4 separate regions of the Zea mays genome follow, and regions 1, 2 and 3 are each linked to region 4. Evidence: chromatin contacts called from public Hi-C data. All regions are on one chromosome and are shown on one strand. Each heading gives the region's core, a stretch centred on a gene start, on an enhancer-like site or on the middle of the called end of the contact. The rest is flanking DNA. Distances are from core to core; before and after follow the strand shown.

Region 1 (4,585 bases), core at 587-3,086, 290 kb after region 4:
CTAAATTATGTTACACACTAACGCCTTATATAATGTGTGTGTGTGTGTGTATTTAATACCGTGTTAGATAATTCAGAGGGCCTTCTAATAAAAATAATTGGTTGTCACGTATATATATTGAAGATCTAAAATGGCCGCGTAATGTTCTCTGTATGTAGAGTTGCATCCACGTTGGGCATGTACACGTTTCAGTATGTTTGGCACATACATATAACTGGGATTACTTGCATAAAAAACAGATAGTTTATATAAGCTGACTAAATTATGTCATATTCAAAGTTGCAAAAATAAAAAAATAGAGTATCCAATAGATCTCGTACACATCAATTGGATCTAAATAAAGATATATAACTAAAATTTTCCTTATTTATCCAATTTTCCAAAATTTAAAGTTAAACAAATATATATTTTATCTAAGACGTTTTAGAAAGTAATATATGATTACAAATACTCGATCTGATTATAGTTACCTCGAGAATGGTATCTGCACCGAACTCCTTTCTCCACTTCAGCATATCAGACCACATTTGCTTTGCCTTCTCGATATCAAACTTTCTTGCCTTGAGAAATCTTCATGATCCCAAACTTTCAGCAATGCTACCACACATGAAAATGCAATCATACAATCCTTTACTATATCACATACCTTAGCATCATGTGGTAGTCATCATGCTGCGATGGTAGCAGCTCTTCAAGTACAAGAAGCTGGCGGAAGGCATCCACAGCCTGCACCTCCTCAGGTTCACGCTCATCCAGAATCGAGATGGACATCACCTTGCTGCTCTTCCTCCCCCTCTTCATGGAATGCCTAAACTTCTGTGAGGCGCTCAAAGCCTTCTTTTTCAGAGCCGCGATCACGGCTTTCTTCTCGTCCTCTGTGTATTCCACATTGGATTTCCTCTTCTCGTCGTAGTGTCCATCTAAGGCTGCAGATATCATTTCTAGATAAGTCAATTCTGTGAAGTTTAATTTCGGGGACTGAATTTGACTTGCATGGATTATGCTAAATTGTCCATGATTATTGGGGAAAACAAAAATGTGTTGCCATAAGTGCAACGTTTCAATAAAAAAATCAGACATTACAGGAATATCACAAGTTTTTTTATGAGGGCAAAGAAAGAAAGAAAGTACTGTTGCAATATATTATCCATCTCAGTCAGCAAGAGAATGGTCATGTCATTTAATTATATGCATACTCACCAGAGCTTAGACGGTGTTCATGAGATCCTGATAGGACTTCTGCCATTATTGGGTTGCCTATCAGACCTGATAAAAGAAAGAAGAGGTCGTATTGAGTTCCATTCCATGCACCTACCAGGCTAATCGGAGAGGTTATGCTGATGGAAAAAGTGGACAATTCACTTACACTACTTGAATAAGTCTGAATAAAAACTTAAAAACATCATCGCCGTTGCATCGATCAAATGCTATGTTGGCACAGATGATCAATTTTGAAGAATAATGCGTTTAATATTTCAGTGTGGTGATAATGCACCAGATATAATCTGATTCAATGCCAAGTGGTAGGATCAAAAGCATTGATTTTTTAGGGTGGCTCTTTCTCTTTGTGTGCAGTTGAGACTAGATAAGTAGTGTGTTTTCTCCCTCGCATCGAGGAGATAATCTGTCGATACCTGACGATTAGCAATGATGGGATCAAAACCTAGAACGTGTGCATAGAACAGAGCACGAGAAGGAAGAACACGCAAGCGGCCTTGAGTGAGGCCAATGTACCAACAGAAACGCTCGTGATTCCCCATAGAACGGCTAGATCGGAACTGAGGGGCGCGCACGTACCTCCGAGAGGAGAGCCTTGAGGCGGAGAGGGGGGGCGGCGATGCTGGAGAGAAATGGCTTGGGGGCGGCGATGCTAAAGAAATAGAGGCGGGGGTGGTGGCGCGCTCGTCGCGGGGCGGAGTGCGCGGGGGCCCAAATGGTGAGAGGCGCGCACGATGGCCGCAGCTGGTAACGGAAGGATGCCATAAACGGCTCTTCTTCTTCGACCAGTTTGACTTTGGAGATGAAGGACCGTGGCGTGGACCGAGGACGGGAGGAGCTGGCTGTTGCCCGCGGTCGGTATGATCGCTGCCGTGTCACTCCCGGCGATCGGTGCCAGACCGCCAGCCACTGCAGCTGCGAGTGATTGGCCCGGCCGGTTGGCTGCCCTGCCGATCGGTTGATGCGGCTGTGTCGATGGTAGTGGGGTGAGCCCGGTCGGTATTGGTAAAGACCGACGCGATGGGTGTGAGCCATTATTACTCTGACGTAGAAATCTAAAGAAAACTGAATGTATTCTATAAACAGAGGATAATTATATTCATTCACACACTTTCGTCTTCAATTCACAAGTCTTCTTTATTCATAGTTTTCACTCTCTATTTCGATTCAGTTTCTTTGAAACCAACTATGAAACGTTCATAGACTTACTCAACGACTAATCTCTATAATGTATGGAGCCCTTGTCAATGTGGAGCAAGTATTTTTTAATGGTCTTTCTCTCGTCCATCATCAGGAGTTGCTATTTTTCCACTCTCAGTTTTGACTTTCTGTTATTATATCATCCCGTGTCTATGACTGGTGGGACCTTCTGTGTCTATGATTTGTGAACCGATGGCATACTAGCGAAGCCCACAAATGATAGTGCAAAATTGCTAATGGCTCCCATCATCAGTGAGAAGATGAGACTGCTCGTCTCCTATGGCCCTCTCTAATATACGATGCAACCTCTCTAAGTATCTTGTCCGATGTGGGGTATTTGATGCTTCACCAGACATGTTTAGTGCCTTATGAACCTCCCCAACATGTTGCACTCCTCTCTAAGTACCCTATCCAGCACCCCACAGAAAATGACAGTGAGTGGGATTTGGTGTGCACCTACATGTTCGTTATACCCAGTTACAGTATCCCTCCTTTGACACAATGCTCTCATATTTGGTGCTATATTCGGTGCATTACCAAACACATCTGGTGCTACCAAGCACCATGTTCTTTCTTTGTTTCTTCATGTGTCTTCATCTGGGCTCCTTCCTTCTTATGTCTTGGACAAAGCATGTTCTTGTATGTCTTCAATATGTCTTATAGTGTCTTGTTTGAGGTGTTGATTATCTATATCATCATTTTTCCTTTAGTCTAGGTTTACTTCTTATCCTTCGGAACTATATCTGTCATCACCTAGGGATGGCCATACCCCCGACTATCACCAAGATGCGCTCAGGGATCCTGACTCAAGAGACTGGCTCTGGGCCTACAATGGAGGGACCACTGCTCCTAGGCCCCCTGACTTGAGGACCTCCCCTAGCCCCGTCCAGGGAGGGGCTTGGCACCACCTCAAATTACGTTGGGGCATCCTTGGAACTAAGTCTTCGATACCACACATTATCTAACACGCGATTCTTCAAGACCACACATTATCTAACATCTTCTTCGAGACCTCAAATTCTACTCTACTAAAAAGACTTTGTGTTGGTTGGCCACCTCCAGCGTGAATTAGGGAGCATTTGAGGCTTCGCCAAACCACGGGATAAATCGTGTGTCTTGTCCCTTCTTAATTTACTTACTTTCACTTCTTATATACTTTGTGTCAGTACCCTGAAACTGGGGTATCCCTTACTACTATATCAAAACACATTACCCACATGGTTATCTCTAATCGTGTGCTAAGGAACTGAGCAGCTCGACCCATGTCACAACTTGCCCAAGGCCTACCCCGAGCGAGGGACCCAAGTCACGACTCGCCCGAGGCCAACCTCGTTCGGGAGACACCGTGATGGTTCGCCCAAGGCCAACCTCGAGTGGAAGACGAAGACACGACTCGCTCGAGGCCAATAGGCAGAAGACACAGTCATGACTCGCCCGAGGCCAACATCGAGCAGGAGACACAGTCGCACTCGCCCGAGGCCAACCTCGGGCGTGAGACATAGTCACGACTCGCTCGAGGCCGACCCCGGGCAGCAGACGCAGTCACGACTCGCCCGAGGCCAACCTCAGGCGGGAGACACAGTCGCGACTCGCCCGACGCCAACCACAGGCGGAAGACACAGTCACGACTTGCCCGAGGCATTCCCTAGGCAGGAGACGCAGTCGCGACTTGCCCGAGGCCATCCTCGGGCGAGAGACGCATTTCCGATTCACCCGAGGGCATCTTAGGCAACACTCTAGGAGCTACCTGCCTCGACCGACCACTCTGATTCTAGAACGGCGCCTGTCCCCGCCTTATGGGCAGGTCCGGTGCTACCACATGTCCAGGGAATCGATATGCTCAGGGACTTCACCAATGGGTCTGGACCCCCATGGGTGGGTCCCGGACCCCCATGTTTGCAATCTGGACCCCCTGAGAGGTCTAGGACCTCCACATATACAAACCATACCCCCGAGTAGGGAACTGGACCCCCTGTATGGGGTCCAGGTCGCCAACAAGGGCTCTCAGTGCTACAGGGCACAACATGCCACCAGGCCCTACTCTGGACCCACGCATGGGTCCGGTGACACCACGTGGCCGCTGGCGCATGGTGCAATCCTTCGCATGGAAACAAGGCCTCAGCCTGCATTAAATGCAAGGCGGCCAAGGCGTGCTCTTACCAAGCGC
Region 2 (4,796 bases), core at 2,017-4,516, 370 kb after region 4:
CTTCGAACGTCAGGGTCTCCCTTCGGAAGTTGTAGGGTGTTCCGAAGCAGACGGGAAGGTCGAGTTGTCCGAGGGGCTGGACGCGCTTCCCGGGGATGATCCCATGGAAAGGCGCAGCGACTGCCCGGACCGAGGACAGATCGACACGCAGGAGCCCGAGGGTCTCGGCGTAGATGATGTTGAGGCTGTTGCCTCCGTCCATGAGGACCTTGGTGAGCCTGACGTCGCCGACGACGGGGTCGACAACGAGCGGGTATTTTCCCGGGCTCGGCACGTGGTCGGGGTGGTCGGCTTGGTCGAAGGTGATGGGCTTGTCGGACCAGTCTAGGTAGACTGGCGCCGCCACCTTCACCGAACAGACCTCCCGACGCTCTTGCTTGCGGTGCCGAGCCGAGGCGTTCGTCGCTTGCCCACCGTAGATCATGAAGCAGTCGCGGACCTCGAGGAACTCTCCCGCCTGGTGATCTTCCTTCTTGTCGTCGTCGTGAGGCCCTGTGGAAGTGGCGCCGAAGCATGGCGCACTCCTCAAGGGTGTGCTTGATGGGCCCCTGGTGATAGGGGCACGGCTCCTTGAGCATCTTGTCGAAGAGGTTGGCACCTCCGGGGGGTTTCCGAGGGTTCTTGTACTCGGCGGTGGCGACAAGGTCCGCGTCGGCGGCGTCGCGTTTCGCTTGCGACTTCTTCTTGCCCTTCTTCTTGGCGCCGCGCTGAGTTGACGCCTCGGGGGCATCTTCCGGTGGGCGGCCCTAGGGCTGCTTGTCCTTCCGTAAGATAGCCTCGACCGCCTCCTGGCCAGAGGCGAACTTGGTGGCGATGTCCATCAGCTCGCTCGCCCTGGTGGGGGTCTTGCGACCCAGCTTGCTCACCAGGTCGCGGCAGGTGGTGCCGGCACAATTATATTTTTGTAGTTTCAATTTATTAGTATGTATGTATTTACAATATATATCATTTGCATAACACAATATTTATACTATCTATCCTTCGTATAACACAAATGGATATAAGCTCTAAAATGGTTAGAAGTTGGGCGTTAGGAGGGGAGGATGCAGGGTTCAAACCCCAAAACCCGTGCTATAAAAGACTGTATAACGAAGAAAAAACTATATTGCATCATGGGCTAAAAATGTCCGGTTTTCTTTTTATTGAGTACAGAGGGAGACATTGGCCCAAAAAACAGCCCATCAAACAGTTTTTTTTATCGAACAATTAGTAAAGAGGTGAGTGGTGGACTGGTGGTTATAGGCTTATAGCATGTCTTTCGGCTGTGTGAGCGCATTTTTTATGATTTTACGAGTCATTCTAGTCTTGATCACTCAAATTTGACCAAATTGTAGAGGATTTCAATATTTATGATACAAAACAGACATCATAGAAAAATATATTTTATGATAAATCTCGTGATGTCTTTTTAGTATCCTAGATTTGTATTTTTTTTTCTTCTTTACAAAATTTAATCAACAGACATGTGTTTGTACTTTTATCCTAGACGAAATACAGTGCCTTTGCACCGGTGGCCCGCCCAAAGTCGCCCGCCACTCATGTGAGGCCCACTTGTCGATCAACAAACGATTAACATGACACGTCGATCTATGGAGCGAGTCAGACAATCTTTGAACCCTGATGAACTATGTTCAATGATCAAAAGTACACATTTTTGGAGATTTTGACACTCCGGGCAGACTAGCGGCGTTCCACAACTAAAGTGTTGCGCCACCTTTATTAGTTATGGTACACGCTTCTCTGCGCTCGTTTCCAGATCATGCAAGGGACAGGATGTGGGCACAACGCAAGCACACCCACAAGAAAGGCAAAACACACACGACTGCCGCTCAGTGTTACAACTTACAAGCGTATCCCAGCCAGGTTATGTACTATGCACATTGCATTGAGCTACGGCATTATATGGAAACAACCAAACTGTTCGTTCCAATGCATCTATAGTCCTTCAGTATCGACGGCCACCACCAGTCGACAAAAGCACTCTAGTTGCTTTCTTACCCTTCTTCCCAGCGCCATTTGCTTTCTGCATCTCCGAGTTGTCAGCTGCAGTCACGGCTCTACTGGAAGATATGATGCTGGCAAATGATAATGCGGGTGTCGCTAACGGCCCTGCATAACACAAATATATCGTTACCGCCAGGAGTTCAATGGAAATCAGGTTTTAATACACTGCAAGTGTCCAAACTCCTAAACAGACCAGGTATCACGTACCTTGGTCTCTCGAGGTTTCACTTTGGCCATTTGCATCCCCAGTTCCGAGTCTTAAGGGAGGTGAGTCTTGAGCAGATGCAAAACCCAAGCGTGTTACATCAGAGAAAAGCTTCCTTTCACTCGCTGGTGGACTGGTGGACGGCCCAGCGTTGTTTCCCAGGGCTTCAGTGCAAAGAGACATCAAAATCAGCACCAACAAGAATGAACCAAATCTCAGATGTGCGTAATAAAGCAGATGAGAAAATGGGCAACAGACAAATGCAATCAGAAAACTGTGATATTAAGGATATCAAGAACAAGCAGGGACACCATCCGAAGTTCAGTAAATTTACCTTCAAAGTCATCCAGAGAGAACATGACATCGTTGTGACTTTGAGAGGAATTTGTATACTCAAATCGCATAGCTGATGCCTGAACAGCAGCAGCAACTTCCGCCTTCACTCTCTCACTTTCTTCCTACAAAACAGAGGAAACATGTGAAAAGGAGCCAGAACATGCCACACACAACTACATAAGCAACATGGAAAGCAAACCATGAAAACTCAATGGCTCTTGTATAATTGAATGATCTACTCATACTGTATTTGGATTCCAATTGCATCTAAATTTTCAGAAATGGCTTGGTCCAAATTAACCAATTAGGTAATCAATTTGTAGGTGATAAGCATTGTGAATTAGAGTTGCGAGTTATATTATGCCTGATGATTCTGCGTGCATCCTTGCTAGACATATACTAGGTTCCACGTGCCTCTTTAAAAATTGACTAGCTGTCAAAACCAGTTGTAAAAGGCTTCACCATCCCCCAATGGGATTCTTCCCATTCGATCCAGTTGCAGTCAATGATGCAAGTGGGGTGGCAGCGGTCAGCCCTCCCCACGTCCGCATGAGCTTCGAGAGCTTTTTCAGACACATGCAGAAGCTCAAGCAGCACCGAATGTTTCTGCAGGTTTATGTGGCAGCCTGCACAGCGCCGCATTGCTGATGCAACTTCACTCGTGTCCCCCTTGCCGCTGACTGCAAACGCAACCCACCCATGGCCAACGAAGTGGCCTCCTACCCCTTGTGTGGATGCTCATGTGCATGAAGGTCTTGGTTCTGGTCCGTGCAGAGCAGGTAGCCCGAGCCTCATTTTGTTCTGGCTGTCCAGGAGATCAGCCTGCCTAGTAGCCTTGGGTTTGGCAACGCCACAACCGCCATCCTGCTCCACCTGTGTCGTAGCCATGGATAACGACGAGCCGGCCAAGGCCATCCAACGATGGATGTGGTGCCGTACTATGAATGTCCAGAGGTGAAAAATTCTTGCAGATGAAAGTCGAGACGAGAACACGGTCCTTCTCAACAATTAGGCTCCACGGCTGCATTCGTGTTCCGGAGCGCACATGAGGATGGCAGCGCAGATGACGCCTCCAACAAGAACATCAACCCCGCGGCCACCGCTGCTATGGAGGATGACAGGAGGGAGCGCACACTGAGGCAGGGGAGGCCCGCACGCTTGAAGGAGGATTGTGTGTTCAGCGTCTAGGGGCAGATTGGCAGCTCCTCGGTTTTCCTCCTCCTTTCTGCCTTCGTAGATCGCAATAGCACGCTCCTTTAGCCCTGCGCATTCCCGCGACACCATTGGGCCAAGTGGACGATGGGCGTCGAGCCGCTCCTGTTTTACAGGCTCGTGGCACAGGTCTACGAGGGCTTGAGGCACAGTAGCCCAGTAGGTTAGCAGGTTTGGCCTGCGCTGCTTGCATTCCTAGTTGCAGTTGCCATGCTACTTTTGGGAAAGAACCAACAAATATAAGACAACCAAGCAATATAAGGAATAAGTTTTCCAAGTAGCGCCTCCAAGTCCCGGGTTCGATTCCCCTCGGGGGCAAATTTTCCGGCTTGGTTTAAAAAAATCCCCCCGTTGTACCCCATCCGCTCTCGGGCTACGATGTCCTGTGTGCCACCCTCCAGTTAGGCCATTGCAGAGTGGACGGTCGACATCGGCCCGTTAGTGATGGAGGGCAGGTTTCGGGGATTTTTCACAGCCGGGCCATTGTTTCGGTCTCTTCTTTGTATTATACCGGGAGGGCGGTCTTTCCTTCTGTCATAGACCTTCGGTCCATGGGGATAGCTGTCTTCTCCGGCGAGGTTATACCCCTCTGCCGCAGGCTTGGTTCTAGGGTAGCAGCCCTAGGCGCTTGAGAGGGTCATTGCAAGGGAGAGAGATTGGTTTGTTAATGATCTTGCTTGATTTATTCTCTGCTGCCATGCGGCTTATAAATAGCCCTATGGCTAACCAACTTCTCCTACAAACTCTCAACTAACTCCTACTTTCTTGGACTTATCTGATGCTAACAAACTCTCCACAATTCTCTCATTTCAATCTTATTCTCTAACCTTATCCCAGCTCATCTCAATCTTATTCTCTAGCCTTATCCCAGCCTGGTTGTTGCCTCTCGCTCCCTATTATGTCCATGACATCTCCCCCTCCCTTGAGGACCAACTCGTCCTCGAGCTGCCATAGACTTACCTGACACGACTTAAGGTTAAGTCTTTTACATCTCGGCTTACCTTTATTATTTAAGACGAAAATACAAAATAATTGTGGA
Region 3 (4,881 bases), core at 1,944-4,443, 310 kb before region 4:
ATTATTTCGTAGCATCCATAGTATCCATGAAAACATGTCAGCTATCTTAACACACGTGTTAGCTCTCTTAATTGTATTATATGTTATTTCAATAAAGTGTCAATTTCCTACAGAGATACTACATGCATCGCAAGGAAAATAATGGTATGAATTGCAAGAACATAAGTGAATTGCCCATTTTTTCTACCAATCTTTTAGGTTGAACTAGTAGGTGCATACAACTTAATATAGTATCGAAGCCAGCTGGGTCTAGAGTTCGAATATTGGTCGTAATTAAATAAAATAATTGTTGTTCGCTTCTATTCCACATCTGTCTTGACATGAACTAGTTGGTACATGTGCATGCAATTTAATACGAACAACTACAAGAAGCGCCTGTTTAAGATTAAAAAGGTCGCGATTACTACAATAATAAGAAGAAAAAATGGTGTGAACTACTATAAAACAGACTAATGACCACAATGGAATAAGAACACGTACAGACACAATAATGAATCAAGATGTAGCTAGAACACAAAAACATTGTAGGCAATTCATCAAGCGGTGGATGGGTGTTGTCCATGGCGTCCTTGCCTACAGCTACTAGGGTGCTCAACAACATGCTCTGCACGTGTCCTACTTGGCGCCGATCTTGGTACCATGTCCGCGTCGCGTCGCTGCCGCTACTTGTGAAATGGGGTCATCGGAGAATGTTTGCTCCGGTACGGTGCATGCAGGAGTCGCCGTAGCAGCATCTCCATGAGCAGTGGAAAGAGGTGTTGGAGGAGGAGCTGCGCGTTCCATAGCGCGCGCAGTCCGCCTGCGCACCGACGACGTGCGTCGCGCTTTGCTCCTCCAGCAAGAAAATGGCGCCAAACTCTCCTCTTCTCTTGTCATTTCTCTCCAAAAGAGCTGCTAGTAGAATAAATTCACCCCTTGATATATGAATGATCCAGGTGCAACCACTGCTTATCTTGCAGTAACAACCGCACAGGATCATGTAGTGTTGTTTTAGATTTCAACGTGTAGGTTTGAGAATGTGATTTTTGAGTATTGCTTTTTACAAATATTTATGAAACATAAAAAGTATATTACTTCTATACAACTATATTCGGAGACTAATGTTACTAAAAAATATTTTAAGAGATGCCTTATTTTTTTAGACGGATCCATCAAGAACAATATACACAAATGGTAATAAAGACGACTTGCATTGTCTATAGAAATCAATTCCTATTTGGTGTTTTTGTAACCATCTAAAAAATGTTCTTTATTTTTAGAGACGGATAGAAAAACCAGGTGCCTCTATATATAAATCGTATGCCTAGAGATGGTTCAAGTTTTGATCGTTTTTAGAAATAGTGGCAGCTAAAATAATCTAGAAACATACTCTTAGGGCTGGTTGGATACTATCGCTCCTAACCATCTTTAGAAAAAAGATAATTTGTAGAGACACATAAGTAATGGTTTTTTCTAACTCCCTCTACAAACCGTTTTAAACCACCTCTTGCTCCTATATAATTGTTCATAGCAAGTTCACCAAAATCCTCCGACTTACATTATGGTTCATAAAAACCTTTTTTTTAGAATGGAGCCAAAGTGAGAGCGGAAAGGAGAGCCTACCAAAACAGTCCCTTACAATCGGAGAGATAATACAAAACAGTGATTTGCATGATCATATATACATGATCTATTGGACTTGGACACAGTCTTAGGTCAACCTATACAAGTGATATTTATGAATTGAACTTTCAGATAATACCGGTGTTTTGATAATGGGTATTATGTATTGGAAAATACACCGTACCATATTACCTTGGGACTATATACTATAGTAGTGAAGAAAATATTCCTGACAAAATACTTGTCGCACGTCATTTGACACAATTGATGAGTTCTGACATACCCTCTCCATCACTTTTTAAGTGGCGTATAATTTTTTGTGCTAGTCAAACTCTTTTCAATTTGTCTAGATTTATATAAACCATTGATAGTATTTATATCTTTAAATAAACATACTACAAAAAATATATTTCATAAAATACGATAAAGAATGTAAATAAATAATCAAAATATATAGTTTAATTACTAGTGGCCAACAACAGGTTAAGAGATGAGTAAATCACAAATTGCATAAGTCTCAGCCATCCAATCACAATATCCAGAACCAAGAGACAGACAGACATCAGTAGGCAAAGACATACACCCATAAAAGTGAGAGGAAACAAGGTATTAAAATTAAAGGATATCAAATTAAACAACAGTGGTGGTAACAGTGTAGCACCCCAAGCAAAGCAAATCCAGCGCATGCGTCAAACACCACATGCACGCACACACAAACACCGACGGAGGCAGTAGGTAGTGAGAAAAAAGCACACACACGGTACCAGCCTCTCTTCTCTCTTGCACACACTACTCACACACATTAAGCCCAATCCGATGCATCACTGATCTACCACCATCCGGCCCTGTCCATGGATGTATCCTCCTATCACCGTAGCTTAGTACGTAGTTTGATTAGCTTGCAGCAAGTGACATCAGGTTCTACAGCAACAAGGAACTAACTTAGACAACGGAAGAAGCTGCGTAGCCTGTTGGCACACGAGTCACCAGCAATGGCGCGCGGCCTGCCTACAGTTCAGAGCCAGAGCGCGCCGGCCTCCTTGAGAAGTGGGACGAGGGAGCCGTTGATATGCGCGGCCATGACCCGGTCCATGGCGCCGACCAGCTTCCCGCCGATGAAGACGACGGGGACGACGGGCGCGCCGGCGGGGCCGTAGCCGATGAGGCGGGCGAGGGCGTGCTCCAGCTCTCGTCCGCGCGGGTCCAGGTCCAGCTCGTGCACCGTCGGGTGCACGCCCATGCCGCAGAAGAGCCGCTTCACGGCGTGGCACATGCAGCAGCTGCTCACGCTGAACACCACCACCGCGCTCTCCGACGCCAGCCGCTCCACGCGCGCCACCGCGCTCTCCGCCATCATCGTCGTGGTCGCCGGCATGTACCACGCCTGCTCCGCCGCCGCGTACTGCATTGTCGCTCGCTACCGAAGGGGGGTGGGTCGCTTGCCGCTAAAGGCGAGCACACACAGACACAGTAGGTGTGAGAACTGAGAAGAGCTACTAGTCTGCTGGCTTGCTGGCCGTCCGGTTGCTAGCTGGAAGGAACCAAAGGCTGGCAATGAGCTGAGGAGGTGAGTGCTTGGAGTCTTGGTGAGTGATGAGCTAGCAGGATGTGAAAGATGCATATATATAGAGGAAAGGAGGGGGTGGTTTGGTAATTTAGGGGAGGCAGGGAAGGAAGGGTAAGCACTTCCAAGCCAATGAGGTCTTTTGGGGGTCCTAAGCGAATGCCAAATTTCCTCTCTTTCTTGTTTGCCACTAGTGCTTATTTTATTGTCCGATGTCTGATGATGTGATGATCTCAGACTAGCAGGAGCAGTAACTTGATACTGTAGTTAGTTGTAGTGACCACCAGTCACCGAGAAGTAATGATCTTCGGTTTGGCCGTAATAATTAGTTTATGTTGGATGTTGGGACATGCAAATAGAGAACATGGAGTCGTCCTAGCTTGGAAAGAAGTGAAACATCTCATGCCCTGTTTGGAACAAAGTTTTTGATAACAATAATTTTTGAAATACTGCTGTGTATTTTAGTAATGACGATAGCACAGTTTAAAATATTACAGTTTTAAAAATTAAGTTCTAAATCTAAGTTTAGAATACCTTTAAAATAACTATATCACTTGTAATACTTCAATTTTGAAAAACACCATTCTATATATAATATAATAATGTAGTATTTGAAAATACTACAGTATTTTTCTAAAATTGTGAAAAAACATCGTTCCCAAACACCCTCTCAGCTTCAGCGGAAACGTGTGAGGTTCCTCCTATGGAGCCATTGTGCGTTGAACTAGGATTTTATTCCTTTTTGGAGCAGATGACATGCACATATTCTTACTTCCCTAAGCTACAAATTTGTTATATGCTCGACCAACTTCATCAGACTCAGATGAATATGTATATTTTGTGACAAATTACAATGGAAATCGTTGTGAAAATGTCAAATTATACTCCATGCACGTATGTACAGATGCAAAAAGTCTCCTTTAGAATACAGGAATTTCATGATAATGATATAGGAATTTTATAGGAATTAGTTCAAAAACACAGAAAAAACGCAGCATTCAAGAAATTTTCCTTTGTTCCATAGGCTTTATTGTCTCGGAATTGAGTTCTTTTTTTTAGATGGTTTGATAATCCACGTCGGAAATTTTTTAAAAAAACTATTCCCAGCATCTGCAAAGATTTGTCCAACAGCACTGTTCCGCCAATCCCATTATGTCGTGCTGCATGGAGACAGGCAACTGGATGAATCGAACGCTAGGCTTTTCATGCCATTGCCGGAACACTGCAAGTGTATTACATCACGTAGATGTCCCTTTGTCCCCCCTCGCCTTTGCGGATGCCACTTTTCCGTGGCACAGCTAGCCTGTCTTTATCACTGCAAAGCGAAGGCATTCCTGAAGAATTGTTGGAAGATTTGATGGCGAGAGCAAGTGGAAAGCCATGCAAAGACCGGCTTTTCCTTCGACTCCACTGCACTTCAACGAGTCTCCAGCCTATCTTTGACGAGTCATTTCAAGTCAAAAAAATTCTCAAAATGACATAAACAACAAATACTGACGCTTCTTTTTTTTAAATGACGATGTGTTATGACTTATTACAATGGCTCAGAACTTCAGATGTTGCATTTGAGTACCAAACTGTAAAATATAAATGACGATGTCGAACATACAGGCCTTCCCTCATCAACGCTGCCCTCGACCACCACGCTGGCGCCTCCTCCATGTGCATCATCCGTCCTCCGCCGGTTACAGCGAGTTGGATTTGAATCTACACAA
Region 4 (4,237 bases), core at 291-2,790:
TGGATACACAGATAAGTTAGATTTATCCTTTATAATTCGCACTTTCCATTATGATTAAAAGATATACTAGTGTTTTGTTTGTCATTTTCTTCGTCCATTTAACCTTCGGATCAAGGTTAAATGAAGGGAGGAACATGCAATGTGCTAATTCACACTGCGGTGTTCCGAAGTGTTTATCTCCATCTTTGTTCTGAAGCTATTATCTCGAAGAGATAATACTTTAAAGACGAAGATCCCTACCATTTAACGTTGTGTTGCCTTGTTTTAGGGATACATTGCTAGTTAAACAATTCAGAGTGAAAATGGTTTTATGACTTGTTTGAGAACAGGCTAAAATTCACTTGCTACCCAAAATTCTGAGAAGCAGCTGAACTGATAAGCTGCTGTAGAAGCTGCCTGTTTGGCAGAACTTCTGCTTAAATTTGTGAATAAGCTGAAAATAAGTTGTGCCAAATAGGGTCATGATAGGAAGGTGTTTTTTCGGACATTCGGCATAAGGCCTCTGTTCGTTTCGCAGTCTGAATTCGTTACAAGGAAACGAACTAATACTGCGAGGGGTTACTGTTGGGGGCCTTCGTCTTTCCAAGGTCCTCAAAAACACAGATAACCATTGTTTCTCGACACATCTCTAGGTGTTGCAGGTGCTTCGGCGCTAGTTACCTTCAGAATAGATCAAGAAAAAAGACAAAGGCATTAGCTTTATCATAACGATACGGGAAGACGAAGGCAAAAGTCGAACGAGGTTGGAGGAAGGTGTTTACAAGATTCTGTAGCCAAGATGATAAAACATAGAAGACAACACTACCCTTGTGTCATTTGTGAATCATATGTACAAGCTTCATGGACATGCTTGTAATTTTATAATGAAGTTGTATCTCTCCCCTATAATTAGATGAACAATATTATGCATAGGGACACCTTTTTTCGTGGAGGAAGGAGAAGGAAAATGACTCTTCTTTGTTTAATTTGCCTTCGAAGCTCTCATTTGTGTATAGCAGAAGGTATGCATGTAAACGTTATCACATTGCAAGGAATAATATTTGAGGCGGATACACACATAACTTATTGTTTGTTTAAAAGCAAAAGCAAGTAAGTGACCAACACAAATAACCTATTGTTTGTAGTGATACATTTCTAGTTAAACAACTCGGAGTGAAAATGGTTTTATGACTTGTTTGAGAACAGGATAAAATTCACTTGCTACCCAAAATTGAATAATATGTAGATTTTAGGCCTTTCAATTTCTTTGCTCTAAACAGGCCCTTAAGAGCGATAGTGCTGGGCAGCTGGGGTGTTGTGTTTAATAACAACGTGAGCGTCCAAGTAAAACCCGTGACAAAGCTATAGGGTATAGGGGCAAACAAAAGAAGAAAACGACCAAAGATGCCTGCCTCATCATCAAGAAATGAGCCAAGGATTACATCCACAGTGGTTATATATAACAGTGGGCGGCTGCAATCTCCACTCGGCCTCCGTCGCTGCAACAGCAACGGCGTCGCGCTGCCCCCACAACACCACCACAGCGAAAAGCAGCAGCCTCCTTTCAATCCTTCACCCACCTCCCCGCTCCCCCCGGCCTGTCTCTCCGTTCCTCTCACGCACTTCTTCCTCCACACAGACACCCACACCCACCCACCCACTTGGCCGCCCGGGGCGCCCCATAATCCCCCCTGGCCTCTTGATGACTACTGCGCCCAACATCGAGATGATCGCCTCCTCGCTGCGCCACTGCTCCCTCACCGGCGGCGCTGGCGGGCGGCGCCGGGGAGGCACCAGGCGCCGCGGCGCCGAGGGCGGCGGCGACACCGACGGCGTCACCGTGGAGCTGAACTCCGAGGTGGCACTGCCCTACCACTGGGAGCAGTGCCTCGACATCCGGGTACGTCCATTGCTGCATATCGTACCCTACGGGTCGGTTCCCTCATTCCCCATCACGGCTCGCGCCTGGACGCCGGTAGCGCGCGCGCGGGTTTCCTAATCATTTGGCCATAAATGGGCAACTGTCTCCGAGTCCGAGGTTGGTGGGTGCCGGCGGCGGCGCGTTTCTGGAAAGGATGGATCAATCATTCCCTCATTAATGGTGAAAGTGGTGAGCAGACCGGCCGGATGGGGATAGGATTTTTTTTCCGCCCCTTCATTAACTCGCTCCCGCCGCCTGTCCCCATCTTTTGTTCTCTTGCTCTTGGATTCTTGCCTTGCGCCTCCCGGACCCGGTTCAGATCAGCTTCTTCCTTCCCCGTGTTGGTTTTTTCGATGGATTGTTTGGCGGGGATTTCTTGAGGACCTCCCTGAATCTCTGAGAGAGAGAGAGAGAGAGAGAGAGAGAGAGAGAGAGAGAGAGAGAGACGAAGAACAACAACCAACCTATCTTTCATCTCGGTTCGATCGAGCTCAGAAGACTATTTCTTTTTCCATCTCCTTGTTCTGTTATACTACTAGCGTTCTCCCAATTTCATACGGCAGGGAAGTGATTAAGGCGAGTCCAGATCTGTCCGTGTTCTCAATCCTGACACATCCCTGCGGATCCGTCCCTTTTTACTAATCTGTTTGTATCTGGAACTCGAGATTTCGCCGCGGATTTCTTCTGGACCACAGCGAGCGGTTCTGCACCCTGTTGCTGGTTGGTCCTGGGCCATAATCACCCAGCCTAATCAACTGCTCTGCTCAAGCGCGTGTTCCCCACTGCAGATGCAGAGAGATCTTTGAGTTTTTCCATCTGACACGCACCAACTTATCCTGCAGCAAGGAAGCACATCATTATTAACTGAAAAGGCCTGTGATACGCAACTCAAGCTGTTCCCCCCTCCGCGTTTACTTTCCTCCTCCTGGAACCAAGTTGCATTGTTTTGCATCTGATTCCACCCCAGCAAGAAATTCACACAGAACCCAAGCAAAAAGAGCATCTTTTTTTAAAATTTCTTTTGAAACGCAAACACATCATCATAGGCGAAAAGTTTTGCCATCGGGCAAGGCTTTTTGCTGGAAAGCTCCTTTCCATGATTCCGATCCATCTCAGACAGCAGAGATGCTGTTGGTGAAGCGGAAGGCGTGTGCGGTCATGGTGGAGTGGAGTTTCCTTCTTTCCAGCCCTGCCCCAGCTGCCTTCCTGCAACCTGTTCCCCGATACCTGCATAGTGCCTGCACACCCCCACCCCCACCTCTAATGCCACTAGTTCGTGTGAGTGTATGCACTGTATAAACAGACAAACAGAACGCAACAAAGATGATTAGGAACGGTCTACGTGCAAATAGATTCTATAGCGTTGTCCAACAGCTAGCTGTTTGTTTAACGCAGTAACCTAATTAATAGCTGGTGTCTTGCGTTTTTTTTTTCTCTCTGAGCTAATTTTCGTGCAGACGGGGCAAGTGTACTACATCAACTGGGAGAACGGCACCCGGACGACGGTGGACCCGCGCACGGCGTCGGCCTTCGTCTCCTCCCCGACACCGCGCTCCTCCACGTCTCGGCGCACCCGGCGCGCGTCCACGCCGTCGTCGGGGTACACCTCCGTGTCGTCGTCCGTGGGCGCGGCGGACGTCGTGACCGGCGCGTGGCGGGGCGTCAGCAACGACAGCGGGTACGACAACGACGACGAGCAGGAGGACGGCGAGGCGGACGACGAGGACGAGGCCGAGAGCAGCAGCAGCACCACCACCAGCAGCAGCAGCTCCAGCAGCACGGGCAGCAGCCGGGGGTCGGCGGTCTCGTCGACGCTCTCGTCCTTCTCGCCCACCGACGAGTCCGGCTCCGGCGACAACGGCGGCGCCCGCCTCGGCGCCGGCCACGTCCTCGTGGCGGCCGGCTGCCGCGCCTGCTTCATGTACTTCATGGTGCCCAAGCGCGCCGACGTGTGCCCCAAGTGCGGCAGCTCCGGCCTCCTCCACCTCAGCCGCAACGGCTACGCCTGAGATCGCCGGCGCGGCCATATGCTCGCTCCGCTAATTGTAGGAGGGGGATCGGAGGACGTCTCCTGAGGCGCAGGCAGTCGTGCGTGCAATGCAAGCCACCTCTGTTTGGCTCTTGGCTAGAGATCTTCCATAAGAACTAGGAGTACTACGAGTTTTTGGTGAGGAGAGAGGGGAGAGGTCCCCAAACCCGATCTTTGGTCATTCATTGCTGCTACATTGTACGCCAATTGCCCAATGTATGGGAGCAGAGAGGAACCATTCCTTGATTTCTTTTTTTTTCTTCCTTCTCCCTACTGTATTTTCCATGCATGTCACTGTTTTTTTTTCT

What was found. Hi-C and Micro-C count contacts between places; a contact is called where the count stands out from the background.
Region 1: a contact with region 4 is called in a Hi-C map of leaf, with 7 times the contacts expected there. The contact joins the promoter of LOC100274086 here to the promoter of LOC100283602 in region 4. A contact is called at or near these places in 13 of 25 Hi-C or Micro-C datasets (bundle sheath, ear, endosperm and 4 more) and 1 of 3 datasets of contacts at active chromatin or transcription factors (leaf).
Region 2: a Hi-C map of endosperm shows a contact between it and region 4, with 2.1 times the contacts expected there. The contact joins the enhancer-like site here to the promoter of LOC100283602 in region 4. A contact is called at or near these places in 5 of 25 Hi-C or Micro-C datasets (bundle sheath, ear, endosperm and 2 more).
Region 3: a contact with region 4 is called in a Hi-C map of ear, with 2.3 times the contacts expected there. The contact joins the promoter of LOC100280766 here to the promoter of LOC100283602 in region 4. A contact is called at or near these places in 2 of 25 Hi-C or Micro-C datasets (ear and tassel).

The regions. Positions count from the first base shown.
Region 1 is chr5:168,897,789-168,902,373 of Zm-B73-REFERENCE-NAM-5.0, forward strand. LOC100274086 reads right to left here and starts at 1,837. Exons shown (of 15, transcript NM_001148465.1): 1 at 1,798-1,837; 2 at 1,201-1,266; 3 at 647-926; 4 at 471-570. The coding sequence starts at 1,246.
Region 2 is chr5:168,974,840-168,979,635 of Zm-B73-REFERENCE-NAM-5.0, forward strand. LOC100286129 reads right to left here. Exons shown (of 9, transcript NM_001159017.2): 7 at 2,544-2,667; 8 at 2,212-2,373; 9 at 1,692-2,109. The coding sequence ends at 1,946. Among protein-coding and RNA genes, the nearest start is that of LOC100286129, 9.1 kb to the right of the region's middle. Within about 2 kb of position 3,267, at least 1 of the 20 cell types and tissues checked has an H3K27ac peak or open chromatin away from gene starts, as enhancers often do. A contact at or near this core is called in endosperm, where this site is marked.
Region 3 is chr5:168,288,535-168,293,415 of Zm-B73-REFERENCE-NAM-5.0, forward strand. It overlaps LOC100280766 (Grx_C8 - glutaredoxin subgroup III), which reads right to left and starts at 3,194. Exons shown (of 1, transcript NM_001153687.1): 1 at 2,210-3,194. The coding sequence starts at 3,010. The coding sequence ends at 2,618.
Region 4 is chr5:168,604,677-168,608,913 of Zm-B73-REFERENCE-NAM-5.0, forward strand. LOC100283602 (major ampullate spidroin 2-2) reads left to right here and starts at 1,541. Exons shown (of 2, transcript NM_001156503.2): 1 at 1,541-1,879; 2 at 3,358-4,237. The coding sequence starts at 1,682. The coding sequence ends at 3,909.